Linked DNA regions of Salmo salar: region 2 is linked to region 1. Evidence: chromatin contacts called from public Hi-C data. All regions are on one chromosome and are shown on one strand. The core of a region is the stretch at or near the end of the contact, and the rest is flanking DNA. Distances in the headings are between cores, read along the strand shown. Region 1 holds the start of LOC100194650 (ribosomal protein L36a-2). Region 2 overlaps LOC106603298 (neuronal PAS domain-containing protein 2).

Region 1 (4,466 bases), core at 1,377-3,876:
CTGGCGCGCTACTTCATGTTGGGTACCCTCGTTCCAATACGTTATAAAAGAGTATGCATTCGTCCACCTTGAATATTATTCATGTTCTGGTTAAAAAAGGCCCTAATGATTTATGCTATACAACGTTTGACATGTTTGAACGAACGGAAATATATTTTTTCCCCTCGTTCATGACGAGAAGTCCGGCTGGCTTACATCATGTGCTAACGAGACGGAGATTTTTGGACATAAATGATGAGCTTTTTTGAACAAAACTACATTCGTTATGGACCTGTGATACCTGGAAGTGACATCTGATGAAGAGAATCAAAGGTAATGGATTATTTACATAGTATTTTCGATTTTAGATCTCCCCAACATGACGTCTAGTCTGTATCGCAACGCGTATTTTTCTGGGCGCAGTGCTCAGATTATTGCAAAGTGTGATTTCCCAGTAAGGTTATTTTTAAATCTGGCAAGTTGATTGCGTTCAAGAGATGTAAATCTATAATTCTTTAAATGACAATATAATATTTTAACAATGTTTTCTAATTTTAATTATTTAATTTCTGACGCTGACTTGACTGCCGGTTATTGGAGGGAAACGATTTCCTCAACATCAATGCCATAGTAAAACGCTGTTTTTGGATATAAAAATGAACTTGATAGAACTAAAAATGCATGCATTGTCTAACATAATGTCCTAGGAGTGTCATCTGATGGAGATTGTAAAAGGTTAGTGCATCATTTTAGCTGGTTTTATGGTTTTGGTGACCCTGTCTTTGACTTGACAAAACATTACACACAACTCTTGTAAATGTACTGTCCTAACATACTCTAAATTTATGCTTTCGCCGTAAAACCTTTTTGAAATCGTAAAACGTGGTTAGATTAAGGAGATGTTTATCTTTCAAATGGTGTAACATAGTTGTATTTTTGAAAATTTTTAATTTTGACATTTATTTGGATTCAAATTTGCCGCTCTTGAAATGCACCTGCTGTTGATGGAGTGCACCACGGGTGGCACGCTAGCGTCCCACCTAGCCCCAAGAGGTTAACTCAATCGTATTAGTGTCAATCTCATTAAAACCACCGTCTGCCTATTCCCTTATTTCCAAGCAATGCTCTCCATTAGGCTTCGAGTAGAAGCCAAGTTTGCTGGCTCTCAAAACTGAGGAGAACCAGTATGTTTACCTTTCTCTTCTTGTCTCCTCCCAGTTCAAAGTGTTTGCATCTCTTGATGGGCACCATTCTCTTCTGCCGACAGTTGGGCTCCACACACTCCAGCCTCAACACGATCTTCTTTGTAGTTTTAGCCTGCGGGAGAAATCACAAGTGTTTGAGCAAGTAACATAAAAAGATGGAAATGATTTATGTGCTGACTAGTAGACTGAGTATTGACATGGAAACTAAAACAGAAGACAGTGGCAATTTGCAAACAAACATGTCCCATCTGTAGGAGGGGAAGACAAGTTGAATTTGTAAATCTTTTCTCATTATGATTCTTCCATACCTTCTTCCTGAAAATAGGCTTGGTCTGGCCACCATAACCAGATTGCTTTCTGTCATATCTCCTTTTGCCTGAAAGACAGTTACCTGATAAATGCATGGAAGGTCGATACCACACATAATAAATACATGTGAATGTTCAAGCAGACAGGGAAAGCGAAGTAACGTTAGACCAAAGATTTTTTATAACTAAACCAAGATAGACCACAGCCTGTCGTTTCCAATGGGAACAAATTAATCATATTTGGCATATTCAAGGAGGGCAGAGCCAAGCAGATCCTACTGGCCCTTTCTAGCATGCATCTGCATATATCCATTAGGGACTGCCTACCCTGTGAGGTGCATGTGCAATAACTCAATTTGCCTTCGCACTTCTAAATAACACTTTTTTACTTTGGCAAAAGGTAAAGTACACAAAATGTAGTCGACTCTGTTCATAACAGATTATAGTTGTGGGAACAGATAACTACTATTGAAGTCAAATGTTTCATGGATGAGAATTTTCAGGATGTCGGCCAGGCCAATTTCCATCTTCTCCCACTGCAGGCCACTGGGCTTCCTCTCAGTGCCATATTTGGTAGTGAGTGGAAACAAAATGCGGATGATTCACATTTATACATCCTGTGAAATATCTGCCTCATTGTTCTATATGTGGTTAGACTATAGCAAACTTACCCTGTGCATACAGAGAATCCTTCCCCTTCTTGTACTGGGTAACTTTGTGAGTTTGATGTTTCTTACATTTCTTGCAGTAAGTCCTGCGGGTCTTCGGTACGTTTACCTAGATACATGATACAAAACGAAGTAAATGACTGTACCAAAGATACTATAGTTAAGGCTTCTCTCCGCTGTAACATATGCTCCGTTGCGTTTTAGCAACTTCAGTAACGTTAGCTAGTTGCCAAGTAGCTAAACCACATTGCATTGGAAGTGTTTGCTAAACTAACGTTCGCTAGCTAATTCCTGTTAATAGGCTCTTGGGCCACAATCAACTGGCTCGTATGAAACGTGAGGGAGAACAATAGTTGCAACACATTATCTCCTACATACAATATAAACTATCTTAAATACATTTAAATAGTTTCAGATTACAAATTAGCAATTGGTGGCGATAACGTACCATGACTGCACACTCTTGATGCAGGAGGTCAAAGGAAGAAAAATAAGTCAGGAGACCGCATGGAGATGAAACCGGAAATGCGTGTGTGAGCTGGACAGAAGAGATCTGTGCAATGCAATAGTGCCGTCCTGTGGATTAAGTCCGCCTAGCAGAAGAGAAAATCATTTCATGGAAAGTACTGGCAGAGTTTCTAAACCATACTAAACCATATTTGTTACAGGTAAGTGGTTTTTATGGCTTTTCCCAGTTAACAGATGTAAGAATGAAGAAATTACTTGTAAGCCTACATTGTGACAATGAAATATGACTTTCATTTACTGAAACCATTACTGAGATACTAGAATATGTAATATTGACATAAATAACTGCATGTGGAAATTTACTGTTGTGGAAAATAATTATGTTAGAGAGAAACATTGAATTATGAATGTATTAATTATTGAAAATGTCAAAAATATTAACATCATGAAATATTACGTCAACATAGACAGACTGCCCTGATACCATAAAACAACACATCAGATTTCCATCCAGTAACGTTAGACTGATTTTGTAAAACGGAGTCATGATTCTCATCATTAGCCTGTTTATTCATTTCAATGTGTATTAACCCATTCACGTCCTTGTACGGCATTTAATACAATATCAAAATGCACCACTGAACAAATTATGTTTGGTGTTATTGCATGAAATTTGGTGTCAACATAGTACAAGTGTCTACACAGGCCACATTGAAATATTTAGATAATGACAATCATTCTTCTACTGTCAATCAAAGTTGGGACTTTGAGAACATTTTTTAAAAATCATTAAAATGACTTCAGCATATGTATTTTAAAATACTTTTCAGAATGTATTTGTTTAAAATCATAGTATTGTTATTTGACCTGTGCCAATTATGATTTAACACGTTGTTTGAACTACAGCTGTTTCTATATTTTACTATATTTAGTCTTTGGACACATGAGGTCAATGTTTTTTTTACACATTTCACACATCAAGTGAAGTGAATACACGTTCAAATAATCAGATCTTAATCATTTTTGGTATATAGATTGTCCAGACCGATACACTGAGTTAACAAAACATTAGGAACACCCGCTCTTTCCATGACATAGCTTTCACCTGGATTCACATGGTCAGTCTATGTTCCCTTATTGATGACACCTGTTAAATACACTTCAAATCAATGGAGATGAAGGGGAGGTGACAGGCATTGAGACATGGATTGTGTATGTATGCCATTCAGAGAGTGCTTTTGAACGGGGTGTGGTAGTAGGTGGAAGGCGCACCGGTTTCAGTGTGTCAAGAATTGGGTTTTTCACGCTTAGTAGTTATCTGTGTGTATCAAGAATGGTCCACCACCCAAAGGACATCCAGACAACTTGACACAACAGTGGGAAGTATTGGAGTCAACATTGGCCAGCATCCCTGTTGAATGCTTTCGATGAACTTTTGACGAATTGAGGCTGTTCTGAGGGCAAAAGGGGGTGCAGCGCAATATTAGGAAGGTGTTCCTAATGTTTTGTACACTGTGTAGATTTCTCCTATTTCACGCATTTGTAGAACTTTGGCTACCAGCTTTGTGCACGACCTCAAGATGTTCTTTGAAGTTTGATGTGGTGTTTCCGGACGAACTTTCCAGAGTTTGTATTTGACTGATCTCCTCGATTAAACAAAAAATAATGGGAGCATTTCCACAAGGAAAAGGTTAAACAGGGTAACAGCTGCCATCTTTCTTTGATTTTCGTGCTTTACGATAGCCTATTGGAAACAAGTTAGCCTACAGCATGAATTCCGTTACCATGAGACAAGGCATTAAACATGTATACCTTATATAACATGGCGGTAGAGATAT
Region 2 (4,259 bases), core at 1,631-4,130, 180 kb before region 1:
CAAAACAGGGAGTTGAGCGGGATCCTGGATGCTACCTCCGGGCTAATGTTCTTTCACATGTATTGGTTTTTCCACTGGCATAATGAGGTGAGCTGACCTTTGCACTACTGGGTGCGAGTCTGGACAAATTCTTCTCTGTCCCAGCGATGGATGCAGACTGCCGTGATGGTGTGCAAGCATCTGTGTACCGCAAAGATGAGTTGGCTGCTGGGAAAAATGTATCAATAGGTACTGTAGAAGGTTATGCATACTTCATAATTAACCATCTAAATTCAAAATAGTATACAATAAGTAAGTGTGTGGTGGTGCAGAGTTTGGATTAGGGTGAGAGTGGTGTTGTATGGTACAGGGTTCAATTTGGAACAGACTGATCCAGTATGGGGGTATTTGGGTTAGCTGGACAAAGAGAGCAGCAGGGGGACTCACATGCCGTGTCGGACAGGGCCGTGTGGGAGGACTTCCGGGAGCTGTGGGAGGACACTGAGCGTGCCCCGCTCATCCTGTCCAGTCCGGGGGGGTCCAGATTGGGACAGATGTCCAGGTACACCTCCTGAGCCTGAAACACACAGGATAGAGGAGCATTAAGTACTGACAGCACCAAAAACAAGATTTGGAACACATCTGCTTTTTCCCTGAATTCACACAACAGCCTGACACTGGATAGCGCCGTATTTGCATGGCAATTCACCATCCCATTCAGTTCTGAACACTGACATAGGAGTGGGAAGTAAAGCACTACTGTACATGATTACTACAACTGGAACTCGACTTGGTAAAATGGCTATGCATTATGAAACTTGAATACTGTATGTTATTGTAACATTCTTCACGATTCATCATTTATGTTTGATCGTAGAGTCTCTTCTTCATACCTTCATGGATGACGAAGTGGCCATGTCAGGTGACGTCTCCTCCAAGCCAAACTCTCTCCTCCTCTCCGCTCGCACCTCCGCATAACTACAAGTCCGTGAAAGAGTGCAATAGAAAGAAAGATCAAATGTCAAATTATCTGCCCATAAGTCAAGCTTTCACATTTATATTCATCCTAAATTTACAATATCAAATAACAGACAGATACCACAGACCCCTAATTCAGTAGATAAGGTTCAATAGCTCTACACGAGACTGATCTTGAACTATAGGGAGGCGATAACTTTCTCACCATCAGGGGGCGTCAGAGTATACAATACCAAACATAACAGAGAGAGACAGAGGAATTAGGTTTACCTGACGACTGTGTGAGTGCACACTATGAACTCTGGCTTGGAGTTCCACTGGTGGTATGTAATGTAGTAGTGTGTCTGGAGCCAGATCCACTGCTGACCCTTGCTTAGAAACCGATAGTAGCAGGATTTACCCTTTCCAAACTGCATTACTGTGAAGACAACACAACACAACACAGAGGGATATTTTCAGCAGTCAGGCATATACAAACCACTACAGCACACTGCCCTAGTTCACAGTGTACAAGGTAGGAGCAGTTTGCGTCATCCTAAAACATCAGGGCAGGGGTGAAAAACTCTAAGCAGCCTCATAGTTCCAGGCTTTTTATGCTCATTGGTGAAGCAGAAATAGAAATGTAACTACAGCAGGATGACCTATTTCTGTGAAATGGCTGCCTGGATCCTGTGGTAGTGAGGGAGAGCGAGATAGGGTAGGAGAGGGGGGGGGGGGGGTGAAAGAGAGAGAACGTGGAGAGAGTTGCTTACATTGCTTATGACACCGCGCTATAAGCTCCAAGTCATCCACATGATAGTAATCATAGCCAGAAGTCCCAAGAACCTCAAAGGGCAAGTACCCGATGATTGGTGAAGCTCTGAAGAGAGACAATAATCAAGATATTAAACAACTATGTTTTATGACAACAACAGACTGGTTAAACTGGGACAACAACTACAGTTTTTATTTTGTCGGAATTTACCAATTTATAGCCTGGAGAGAATAACTTCCATAACTACCTTGACGAATACATTGAAAAATTCATAAACATTACGATTAAATAAACCTAACAAGTCTGTATTGTCTCAAGCACACAGGGCAATAGAATCTCATCTTATGCATTCAGATATAACACATTGACAGAATATCACCTCTCTAAATTGGTTAGGGCTGAGCGAGTGTGACGTTTCTCATGCCTCAAAAATGCATAAACATGGCAATGTCGTATAATCACAGCTATGATTATGACTTGATTTTGGCTCACCTGATGTGTTTCATTCATCAATGCTCAGTTAAATCCATTTAGCCTAGGCCCCCATAAGCCAAATTCTGAATGGCATGCAGGTCACATTATGGAGGCAGCCATTCTTGTAACCCAGCACATAGCACAGTAGTTTGGCAAGGAGCTGTGAATGTCCAATTATAGCTCAGCAGAGGACACAACGTACAATTTCCTCCCCTGGTTTTACCCAATAATATATAAACCCTGGATTTCTGATGCTTTGTATTGGCCAATGAGAGGCTTTGAAGCCACCGGTTCGCCATATTGGCACTCCCCAGAAGAAGCAGACGTACATAGGAATGAATGGAATTCTACAGTAATTCAATGAAATGTTTCAGAGACAAAATTACATGTATTTTTGTTGTTGTAGTGGGGACATTAACATTAGTCTTTGCAAAAAAATTATACTTTAAGGAAAATGTTTTTATATATTTGTTAATTTTCTATTTTATGTTTGACTCACATAATATATTTGAAATGTATGCATTAATGTGTCTGTAATAGAATAAACGTGAAAAAACAAATGTTAATGGATTTGATACTGCAGCGCTGGTGTCATGAATGATAGAACGTAGCAGTCTGGGCTGTTTCTTACTGGGCCGTTATCACTTGGTGTTGCAGACTAATCTTGGGGATCCCTGTCACTATCCAGGGCATGGCAGCAGGTTTAAAGGCCTTTCTGGGTGAGGAGGCCCGGCCACACGGTGGAAACTAGCACAATCAGTCAGTCACGCTACTAGCAGCAGCAGCAGTCTGCTGATCACTGAGCCTGATCACCCAAAGCCAATCAGATGGCACGTAACCAAGGGACACACAGCGTGGCAGTATGACACACCAGTTAACAGAGTTTACAAACAACAATATCATGTTAATGCCAACATAAGGAAAGGAGAGAACAGCAGTTGTCCTCTTGATTCTATGTGTTCCTGTAGTGTTAAAGATGTGCAGCCCAGAGGATGTCAGTAGATGGGCATCGATGATAGTGTAGCTTTCAATAAGGCTATGAAACTTATCAAATTAAAGACTGATAACAGATGGAAGACAAGATGTTAATGTTTCTCAGCTCCTTTTACCTGTGATCTAAGAACAGGAACTTCCATTCAAGGCTGTGTCTGGATGTGAATTCATCACAGGGACCTTCCACATTACACAAATCCTGGTCAAAGAAACAAAAATATACATTTAAGACCAGTCCTGGAATTATAAAAAGTTCTATCTGCGAAAAGTCTAGATTTGAGTTATTGAGCATCAAAGCATCAGAACTGTTTTGCAGTGATGAATTCCTCATGAAGTCCCTCACCTTAAAGGTAAGAGTACAGAGTATCAAAATCCTGGGACATTTGTAAATGTGTTTTTTTTTAGGGGAGGGGGTTGTAATTGTAACATTGTTTTTCTCAAAAGTGGATCTGGGTTGAGTAAAAAGGTTATTTCATAGAAAAGTAAAGTAATTTATAAATGAAGAGAATACACTTCTTCAAACCACATTATCAAGTACATTAATTCATGTTCACCATATATTTGTTAAAGATATAGTTCACTAAAATGACAAATAACTAGGAACATTGCTGAAGCTTACATCTGTATCAGTAAACTTAAATAATTGTCTGGTCTCTGATGCCCATAGTAAGCAAACTATTTGCTAGTTATCCATGAAATGTGCAAAGTTTATATTTTTTGGTGAAATATTCATTCTATGGGAAGTTTTCGTATTGACATATAGAACGATATCAGACAAAACAACAATTACTCTCCAATGGGCCTTGGTACCTCTCCAAGGTACCTATATTTATGTTAGCCAGAGCCATTCTTCTGCAAAACTGGTTGCAAAAGAGGGCCATCGCATAAGATATCAAGGACTTGGAAGTCAAGGACTTGGAATTATAAGGTTCTATCTTCAAAATGTATACTTCTGACATATGGAGTATTATTCAAGTCCCAGATCTCAGAACTGTTTTGTGATGTCTTACTCTTTCATGACTCAATAAGTACATGACTTTACATGCATATAATATGAAGATTCACAATGCAAAAACCTCTA

What was found. A called contact is a pair of places that touch in the nucleus more often than the background predicts.
Region 2: a Hi-C map of muscle shows a contact between it and region 1, with 4 times the contacts expected there. The contact joins the enhancer-like site here to the promoter of LOC100194650 in region 1. A contact is called at or near these places in 2 of 3 Hi-C or Micro-C datasets (gill and muscle).

Annotation. Positions count from the first base shown.
Region 1 is chrssa04:47,839,228-47,843,693 of Ssal_v3.1, reverse strand. It overlaps LOC100194650 (ribosomal protein L36a-2), which reads right to left and starts at 2,626. Exons shown (of 5, transcript NM_001139734.1): 1 at 2,609-2,626; 2 at 2,164-2,269; 3 at 1,493-1,560; 4 at 1,174-1,296. The coding sequence starts at 2,611.
Region 2 is chrssa04:48,021,407-48,025,665 of Ssal_v3.1, reverse strand. LOC106603298 (neuronal PAS domain-containing protein 2) reads right to left here. Exons shown (of 21, transcript XM_045717031.1): 10 at 3,295-3,377; 11 at 1,710-1,816; 12 at 1,228-1,375; 13 at 873-957; 14 at 427-556; 15 at 98-180. Among protein-coding and RNA genes, the nearest start is that of radx, 21 kb to the left of the region's middle. Within about 2 kb of position 2,880, at least 1 of the 13 cell types and tissues checked has an H3K27ac peak or open chromatin away from gene starts, as enhancers often do. A contact at or near this core is called in muscle, where this site is marked.